Regions from separate parts of the Pan troglodytes genome. Here region 1 is linked to region 2. The links are chromatin contacts, called in public HiChIP or PLAC-seq maps. All regions are on one chromosome and are shown on one strand. The core of a region is the stretch at or near the end of the contact, and the rest is flanking DNA. Distances in the headings are between cores, read along the strand shown.

Evidence for each region. HiChIP or PLAC-seq counts read pairs in DNA pulled down with a chosen protein or histone mark.
Region 1: a contact with region 2 is called in an H3K4me3 HiChIP or PLAC-seq map of stem cell-derived excitatory neurons, with 4 times the contacts expected there. The contact joins the promoter of MARVELD2 here to the promoter of LOC461830 in region 2. A contact is called at or near these places in 2 of 7 Hi-C or Micro-C datasets (blood and stem cell-derived neural progenitor cells) and 1 of 1 datasets of contacts at active chromatin or transcription factors (stem cell-derived excitatory neurons).

Annotation. Positions count from the first base shown.
Region 1 is chr4:45,234,350-45,239,015 of NHGRI_mPanTro3-v2.0_pri, forward strand. It overlaps MARVELD2 (MARVEL domain containing 2), which reads right to left and starts at 1,868. Exons shown (of 7, transcript XM_517724.9): 1 at 1,793-1,868. RAD17 (RAD17 checkpoint clamp loader component) reads right to left here. Exons shown (of 18, transcript XM_063810389.1): 18 at 2,164-2,930. The coding sequence ends at 2,669.
Region 2 is chr4:45,093,134-45,097,933 of NHGRI_mPanTro3-v2.0_pri, forward strand. LOC461830 (general transcription factor IIH subunit 2) reads right to left here and starts at 3,015. Exons shown (of 17, transcript XM_054685063.2): 1 at 2,902-3,015; 2 at 366-463.

The DNA of each region.
Region 1 (4,666 bases), core at 618-3,117, 140 kb after region 2:
TTTGTCTTTTGCTAGGAGTGAGATGAGAAGCCACTGGAGGATTCTGAATAAAGGAGTGACATGATTTGACTTGTTTTAACAGTATCACTATGGATGCTGTGTTGAGAGTACACTCCAGAAGGCAAGAGGTAAAACAGGAAGACTGGCTAGGCCATTGAAATAATCCAATGGATCACTGAGATCTTGAGAAGAGGTCAAATGCTAGACAGGTATTTAAAATTTTTATTATAGAATTTTTCAAACATAATAAAAAGTAGAAAGAATAGCATTATGAACCCTTGTGTACCCACATCCAGCTTCTACACTTATCGATTTACGGCCAAACTTGTTTCATTTATACTCCCCATACTATTTCCTCTGCCAATAGAGTCCTCTGAAGTAAACCCCAGACATCTGATCATTTTATCTATCTGTACCTCATTCTCCACCCCTCCAGCTTAGCCTTGGGGAGCAGCAGACTGAAGAGTGTTTCAGATGCGTTAAAAATCCAGGTAGAGACGTTAAGAGGGCAAGCAAGGCACACAGGGTATGTACAGACTGGAGACAAGGGAATGGGGTGGAAACCCAGGGTCTTCTAATAGGGCACTCCGACCTTAGAGGATTAACTGTGATGGCCCCAGCAGGGTGCCCAATGCAAAGCCGCTCTGTATATTATAACAATCAGTTATTTTTGTACCTTTCTCTTTCTTTCTCTAAAAAAGTGTAAGTTCTAGAAATGCTATTACGACTCTAGTTTTTGAAACACATTCCTAAGAAATGTAGAAGCAAAAGCACAACAAATGATTTTAGCAAGTTTTACACAGCATTTACAGGATACGCTATGCTTAATTCAACTCACTGGTAAAAATACGATTCACTGTAATGGATTTAACTCTTCACCTGTGAAGTGGCTTATTTGAATCAAACCACCCTATCCATTTTTAAAGAAAAAACAAGCAATTATTAAAGAGTTGTGGAAAAGCAAGATAATGTGATTTTTAGAAGGGAATGGTTAGCTGTATTTCATTACATCTTAAATATCTGGATACCCCTAAGTCTTTCAGGATGTCACTGAGAGTTCGTTCTGGTCCCGCAGGTCGCGGCAGCGTGTCTTTGTCCTGCTCAGGCCCCGGACCCTTACTCCACTCTTGGACACTCATCTTGGAAAGCCGCGGCAATGGCAGGAGAAATGGCTCCCCCAGCAAAATGTCACAGGAATCATGCCTGGTCACCTTTACACAAACAGAACCACCGGTTTACCTGGCTTAAAAGTTTTGCTGGACCCAAGAAACGGGTAGATTTCGGACACTTCTGCGCTTCCGAGGGGTCGGGAAAGGCTCGCGGTTCTAACTAACCCACGACTGCCCGGGGGTACCGAGCATTTTCGCTGTGGGGTCTCCCCCGCGCCAGCCTCTGTGCGCCCGGTCCCACAAATCTCATTGTGTCCTCGGTTCTGCCCGCGCCGGCAAGGCGTTCGTCTTCGCGTTTCTGGCTGAAACCCACTGTCTTTGGAGATTCCGCCCCAACGAGGCCGAAACTAAGCCGGGAGACCTTCCAGGTAAGGAGCACCGGGATCGCCCCGAGGTGCGCGCCCCGCCCCGCGCCCGGAAGGACGGCGGCTCGGCCGCACCTGCGTCCGCAGAGCGAAACCTGGCGGGACGCGGGCCTCCCCGGATCCCTGGCTCCGGCCTCCCCCGCGGGCTATGGCAGGCTGAGCGCCGAGCGCGGGCACCCCTCCGTCCCCGCACACCTGGGCCGGGGGCCGCCGGGCCCTCCTCTCCCGGTCACGTGGCCCCACCCCGGTCCCACTTACCTGCGCAGCCGCCAGGAAGAGCGCGCACGCCGCCCAGGACTCTGAAACCGGTATCGGGCTCCCGGGGTGGGGGCGGGGCCGGGACGGGACGAGCCCAGCTTTCCCCGCCCGGCTTTGCCCCGCCCGGATCTGTCGGCCCGACAACCGCTCTGGGCCCAGGCTGCTCGGTGCCACCAGCCGGCACCTCGCGGCAATGACTACACACTGGGCTCTTTTGGAAAGACAGTTTACAGTTCTCATCGCAAAGCTGTCATCCTCTTCCCTATCTTTTGAAAAGTTTGACAATGGGGGAGGGAGATTGGTGCACTGTGCCTAAGGACCCATGGCAGACAGTGCGTGCTAGATAATGTTAAAAGACAGGAAAAACAAAATTAAATTCAACATTTTAATTGTGATATAACTTATGTAAATACTTTCCAAAAAGTATCTAAGATATTCCACTGTACAACACATCAAAACTATCTGAGAAGTGGGAGACAATAAAGTGTAAATAAGGCACACAGTTTACACTCGTAATTGCATCCTAAACTGTTGAATAGTTGATATTTACAACCCCCCAATAACGTTTTTGCATCCTGAATTAGTCCTTCACATTTTGATATTTGGCATAATGTTCAAACACACTTTATACACACTGACCGCTCCTTAAACCACTCACAGCTTTAATACCGAAAAAATTAAGAGATTTGAAGGCTTGATCTTCTATTTACTTCAAGATGACAGAAGAGTAGGTTTCTTGTGATGAAATACTACAAGAATGAAGAATTAACAAACTGTTGTGTAATTCATCAGAAAAGCATATTAACTCTGCTGAAGTACCACTGAATGAAACAAAAATGAAGCTGTGAAGTAGCAATCTGATTAGCAGGCTGGCTTCTATGTCCCATCACTCTCGTAGTCTTCTATTATTATGTTTTCTTCCATGTCTCCTTGGGCTGAAAAGGGCTGGGGCTGGCTAGCAGGCAGTTCACTGGCACTATTCTGACTCAAAGGAAGAGACCAGGTTTCCGGCGCAGTGGCTTGAGTGGGTTCACCCAGAGATTCCTCTGCAGAATGTCCTCCATTAAGCTGGGCTTCATCTCCGCTGCCAGGGTCTATCATTCCATGTTCCCTGTCAGTCAGGGCTTCCATTTTCAATCTGTCAGATTCACAGTGCAGGCATTAATAAGAACCAAAGGAGAAGATTTTTAAATTACACCATGAGTGTGATGATTATGAAGCCATCTTTCATTTACCTACATTGTGCTGTTTAGCTAGTCCCTTTAACTATAAAAACAAAACTACAAGGTAAATGACAAACTGAATAAGTTCCTACAACTTAAAATACAAAAAGGAGCTGAACACGGTGGCTCATGCCTGTACTATCAGCACTGTGGGAGGCCAAGGCAGGCAGATCGCTTGAGGCCAGGGGTTCAAGACCAGCCTGGCCAACATGGCGAAAACCCATCTCTATTGAAAATAGAAAAATTAGCCAGGCGTGGTGGCACGCGTCTGTAATCCCAGCTACTCAGGAGGCTGAGGCAGGAGAATTGTTTGAACCCAGGAGGCAGAAGTTGCAGTGAGCCAAGCTCGTGCCACTGAACTCCAGCCTGGACGACAGAGCAAGACTCTGTCTCCAAACAAAAAACAAACAAACAAACAAAAAAACCAAACCAAACCACAACAACAAAAACACCTAAAAATAAAAAGAAAGAATGTCTTCAGTAAAGAATTTTTCTTTTTTTTTTTTTATTGAGACTGTCTTTCTCTATCGCCCAGGCTGGAGTGCAGTGGTGCAATCTCAGTTTACTGCAACCTCTGCCTCCCAGGTTCAAGCGATTCTCCTGCCTCAGCCTCCCAAGTAGCTGGGATTACAGGCACATGCCACCATGCCCAACTAATTTGTATTTTTAGTAGAGATGGGGTTTCACCATGTTGGCCAGGGTAATCTTGAACTCCCGAACTCAGGTGATCCACCTGCCTCCGCCTCCCAAAGTGCGGGGATTACAAGTATGAGCCACCACACCCAGCCTTCAGTAAAGAATTTTTACAAATTAAAAAGGAAAAAATGAAATATAATAGAAAAATGGGCACAAACATGGACAACTTATAAAACAAATACAAATGGTTCCTAAATTGTTAAATCTAATTTGAAATTTTAAAAATGAAAATTAACATAATGAGCTATTACTGTCATCTTTTTTTTTTTTTGAGACAGTCTTGCTCTGTCGCCCAGGCTACAGGGCAGTAGCACGATCTTGGCTCACTGCAACCTCCGCTTCAGGTTCAAGCGATTCTCCTGTCTCAGCCTCTGGAGTAGCGGGGATTACACGCAGGCACCATCACACCCAGCTAGTTTTTGTATTTTTAGCAGAGATAGGGTTTCACCATGTTGGCCAGGCTGGTCTCGAACTCCTGACCTTAGATGATCCACCCACCTCAGCCTCCCAAAGTGCTGGGATTACAGGCATGAGCCACTGCGCCTGGCCTATTACTGTCATCTTCTAAACTGGCAAAGATTCTTTTAAAATCCAGTGGTGGGAAGGGTTAGGAGAAAAGAACATACTGATACACTGTAAGTGGATATAAAACTGGCAAAATATTCTTGCCAACAATTTGGCAATAAAGAGGAAAAGCCCCAAAAGGTATATACCTATTGATCCAGCAATTTCATTTGTAGGAATTCACCCTAAGTAAATAGTATTTGAAGTGCATGATGACTTATCTATAAGGCTGGGATAGTAAAAGCTGAAAAAAAGCTAAATGGGCAAAAATAACGTGTAGGTTGAATTACAGGAAATTAAACATCTATTAAATATTAAGTATTAATATTTAATACTGAATACTAAACATATGAACGATGGTTTTAAATATGGTCAACATAAATAAAAGATA
Region 2 (4,800 bases), core at 1,765-4,264:
CAGGAGTTTGAAAATTAGCTAGGAGGTTGGTGGGAGCGGGCCCCTGTAATCCCAGCTACTGGGGAGGCTGAGACAGGAGGATTGCTTGAACCCAGGAGGCATGGAGGCTGCAGTGAGCCGAGATCAGGTTACTGCACTCCAGCCTGGGCAACAGAATGAGACCCTGCCTCAAAAAAGAAAGAAAAGAAAGGAAAGAAAGAGAGAGAGAGAAACGGGCACGGTGGCTCATCCCGTAATCCCAGCACTTTGGGAGGCCGAGGCCAGCAGATCATTTCAGGTCAGGAGTTCAAGACTAGGCTGGCCAACATAGTGAAATGCCGTCTCCACTAGAAATACAAAAATTAGCAGGGCCTGATGGTGCACACCTGTAATCCCAGCTACTCGGGAGGCTGAGGCAGGAGAATCGCTTGAACCTGGGAGGTAGACACTGCAGCGAGCCAAGGTCGTGCCACTGCACTCCAGCCTGGGAGAGAGAGCGAGACTCTGTCATTCATTCATTCATTCATAAATAAATGTCCTCATCACACCTCCATCCTCCCCAATGCAATCTCCCTCCCAACTCCACCACCTCGTGGCTCACTGCAACCTCCACCTCCTGGGTTCAAGTGATTCTCCTGTCTCAGCCTCCCAAGGAGCTGGGATTGCAGGCGCATGCCACCATGCCCAGCTAATTTTTGTATTTTTAGTACAGTCAGGGTTTTGCCATGTTTTGTATTTTTGTAGAGCCAGGGTTTCGCCTGACTTGCCAGGCTGATCTCAAACTCCTAACCTCAAGTGATCTGCCTGTAAACAGAATATTTTTGTTTCTTTTTTTGTTTTAAGACAGAGTTTCACTCACCACCCAGGCTGGAGTGCAATGGCGTGATCTCAGCTCACTGCAACCTCCGCCTCCGAGTTCAAGTGATCCTCCTGCCTCAGCCTCCCGAGTAGCTGGGATTACGAGAGCCCACCACCACACCCGGCTAACTTTTGTGTTTTTAGTAGAAATGGGGTTTCGCCATGGTGGCCAGGCTGGTCTCGAACTCCTGACCTCAGGTGACCCACTCACCTCGGCCTCCCAAAGTGCTGAGATTACAGGCGTGAGTCACCGCACCCAGCCTCAACTGAACATTTTGCTCCTCCCTGTTTTCTGTTACGTATTGTGAACTTCAAAAATGAAAAACTCGCATAACGTTCTCAACGTTTTTAAACTCAAATTCTTGGCAGGGCACAGTGGCTCAAACCTGTAATCCCAGCACTTTGGGAGGCCAAGTCAAAAGGATCGCTTGAGTTTAGGCGCTCAGATCAGCCTGGGCAATAACCTTGTCTCTACAAAACATCAAAAAATTAGCTGGGCGAGGTGGCGAGTACTTGAGTCCCAGCTACTTGGGAAGCAAAAGAGGGAGGATGGCTTGAGCCCAGGAGAGTCGAGGCTACAGTGAGTCATGTTCACTACTGCACTCCAGACTGGGTGACAGAGTGAGACCCTATCTCAAAATAAATAAAATAATTATAAATATATAATAAATATTATAAATATAAAAATAAATAGCAACTGAGAGACTTTTGGCTGACCATACCAAAGGAATTCTTTTTTTTCTTTTTTTTTTTTGAGACAAGAGTCTTGCTCTGTCGCCCAGGCTTGGAGTGCAGTGACGCAATCTCAGCTCACTGCAACCTCCGCCTCCAGGGTTCAAGCGATTCTACTGTCTCTTCTGTCTCCCGAATAGCTGAGATTAAGGCACAAGCCACCACAGCTAACTTTTTTATTTTTAGTAGAGACGGGGTTTCACCAGCCTGTTGGCCAGGCCTGGTCTCGAATTCCTGACCACAACTGGTCCGCCCACCTCGGTCCTCCAAAGTGTTGGGATTACAGGCATGAGTCACCACGCCCGGCTAAAAGGACTTCTTAATTAGAGCTGCCTGCAATGGGAAATCCGACTGGACAGGAGGTATTAAGGTCCCTAAAACTGCAGACGTTCAATGGGAAGTCTGATTGTAAACATGCATGCTGTTTAAAGGATTCATGCATCCTGAAGATGGACTTTGTAAAGATCTCCAACGGCCTGTCACTTCCCAACAGTCCATTTTCTTCTTAAAAATATCAGCAAGGCCAGGTGGGTGGCTCACACCTGTAATCCCAGCACTGTGGGAGGCCGAGGCGGGAGGATCACGAGGTCAAGAAATCAAGACCATCCTGGCCAACATGGTGAAACCCCATCTCTACTGAAAATACAAAAATTAGCTGGGCGTGGTGGCGCGCGCCTGTAGTTCCAGCTACTCGGGAGGCTGAGGAAGGAGAATCGCTTGAACCCAGGAGGTGGAGGTTGCAGTGAGCTGAGATTGCGCCGCTGCACTCCAGCCTGGCGACAGGGCGAGACTCCGTCTCGAAGAAAAAAAAAAAATTTAAGTGATCTGTTTCCTGGAATCCAACCCCAAACAATCCACGTTCCTCAGCATAAGCCTACTGGTGTGATTCCCGTTACATGAGCTCGGAATGCTATCTGCCAACAAATGAGAGCACCAAACATCCCAATTTAAGAAGCTTTTCTTCACACCTTACCAAGCTATGTGAAACTGGCAAGGGTGATTACTGTCCTTGTTTTTCAGGTATGGGATTCAGGCTCAGAGGTTGGTCACTTTCTCAAGCGGGTCACAAACTCGAACCCTGAACCATCATTTCTAAAAGTCGCGCTTTTACTTAGGGAGAGACGGCCTGCAGCTTCCCTCCCTACTCTGCGGCTCCCCAGACGAAAGTTACCTTCCTCTGCCTTCACAAGCTCCTTCACATCCTCCTTCCCTATGAGCTCAGGCAGGGCAATTCAACCTCCGTTCCCCGCCACGAAAACGCTCCCAGCCGCCTAGCTAGCCAGACGGCCTGCCCCACCTCTGCGCCTCACAGACTTCCACACGCGGACTCACCGGCCCCGCTAGAAGGACTCTCAGCCGGAAACTCCGCCCGACACTCCTCTCCGCCGCTTTAGGGGCGCCCCGGAAGTCATTCCGCCGCGCCCTGCGGCCACGCCGAAACGTTCCGGATGCTGCAGAGTGCAGCTGCCGGAGCGGGGCGCTCGGGTGCAGGGCATGCGCTCGGGTGCAGGGCATGCCCTCCGCTGAGTTGGGGCGCGGAAAGGGACGGTGTTCCAGCTGGAATTCGCAGAGAACCGGAAAGAGTGATCGCCATTCGCTCTCGGAAGGTCGAAGGCTCTGCAGCCATCGACCTGGGTTCTGAGGAGCTCGATTTTGTTTTTCTACTTCTAAAAGGTTGGGATGAAGGACCCTGGCCACAGAAGTAAAGCCAGAGTTATCCTTGCTTCTTGCTGTGTATTTCAGGACTCCTCCGTTGCTCTTGCTGTTCATTCAGCAAACATTGAGCATCTACTTTGAGCCTGATGCATGTCTAAGCACTGAGGAAATAACAATGAAAAACTGACAAAAATCATTGCTCTCGTGGAGTTTTCCTTCTCCAAGGGGAGTCAGTATGAAGAAAAACATATACTATATGAAATGGTGATAATGCTGTGGAGAAAAACTAAGCATTGAAGAGGAAAAGTTTGCAGTTTAAAATAGGGTGGCCAGGCCGGGTGCGATGGTTCACGCCTGTAATCCCAGGCATGGTGATTTGGGAGGCCGAGCGGGGGTGGATCATCGGAGGGCAGGAGTTCGAGACCAGCCTGGCCAACATAGTGAATTCCGTCTCTACTAAAAATACAAAAACATTAGCCGGGCGTGCTGGCAGGCGCCTGTAATCCCAGCTACTCGGGAGGTTGAGGCAGGAGAATCGCTTGAATCCAGGAGGCACAGGTTGCAGTGAGCCAACCTTGCACTCCAGCCTGGGTGACAGAGACTCCATCTCAAAAAATAAAATAGGGTGGCCAGAGGAGTCCTCACTGGGAAGACAGTTAAGCCATGACCTGAATGAGGAAGGGTGTTAACCCTGCTGATACCTAGGGGAAAAGCTCTTCAGACAAAGAGAGCTGCAAGTGCAAAGGCCCTGAGGTACAAATGCATTGGGGTCTTTGACGACTGCAGGAGTGAGCAGGGGATGAGTGGTGGCAGCTGCAATCAGATGGGTAAGGTGGGGAGGAGAGGCTGTGAGCACTGTTAAGAACTTTGGGGGAATTGTGATGGCTTGGACCAGCAGCTGGTGAGAAGTGACTGAATTCTAAATCTTACCAATACACTGGATGTGTGTTATGAGAAAAGAATCAAGGATACCTCCATAGTCTTTAGCTGAGCAACTGAAAGGTTGGGGTTGCAATTATTGAAATGTTGGCGGGGTGGGTAAGATCAATTCAGTTTTGGACAAGTTGTCTGACTGCCAATTAACACAAGTGGAATTATTGGCATTTCCCATACTTGAGAAATGGAGAGGCAGTGCACCCCCAGATGAGAAAAGGATTAGGAATAACACAAAGGAACTGCAGAAGCTGGGGCCTCTTTCCTTCCCCATCAGCATACTCATCCCCTCCATTGCCTTTATTGTTAAAATTTTTTCCCATCTCTGTTGTCTCCCTCAAAAATATATACAGAAGGTATCTTGCATAGCAGTGTAAAGAACAGCCCTGGATTTAAAATCAGGCTCTGACACACTGGCTGGGTGACCTCAAGCAAGTCACAACCCAAGTCTATGAACTAATGTGTAAAATGGGGTTGTCTCCACCAACCCTGCAGGGCTTAGTGGGAACTCCATAATCAGTCTCATTTCCTCCCAGAAGACAGGATTTTAAAAGGGAGAGGAGGGGAAATTAGTATCGCAGTGCCAGGAAGCTTCCATGCTTGCCTCCCTCCCACCTTTGACCTCATTAGAGGACTCACACA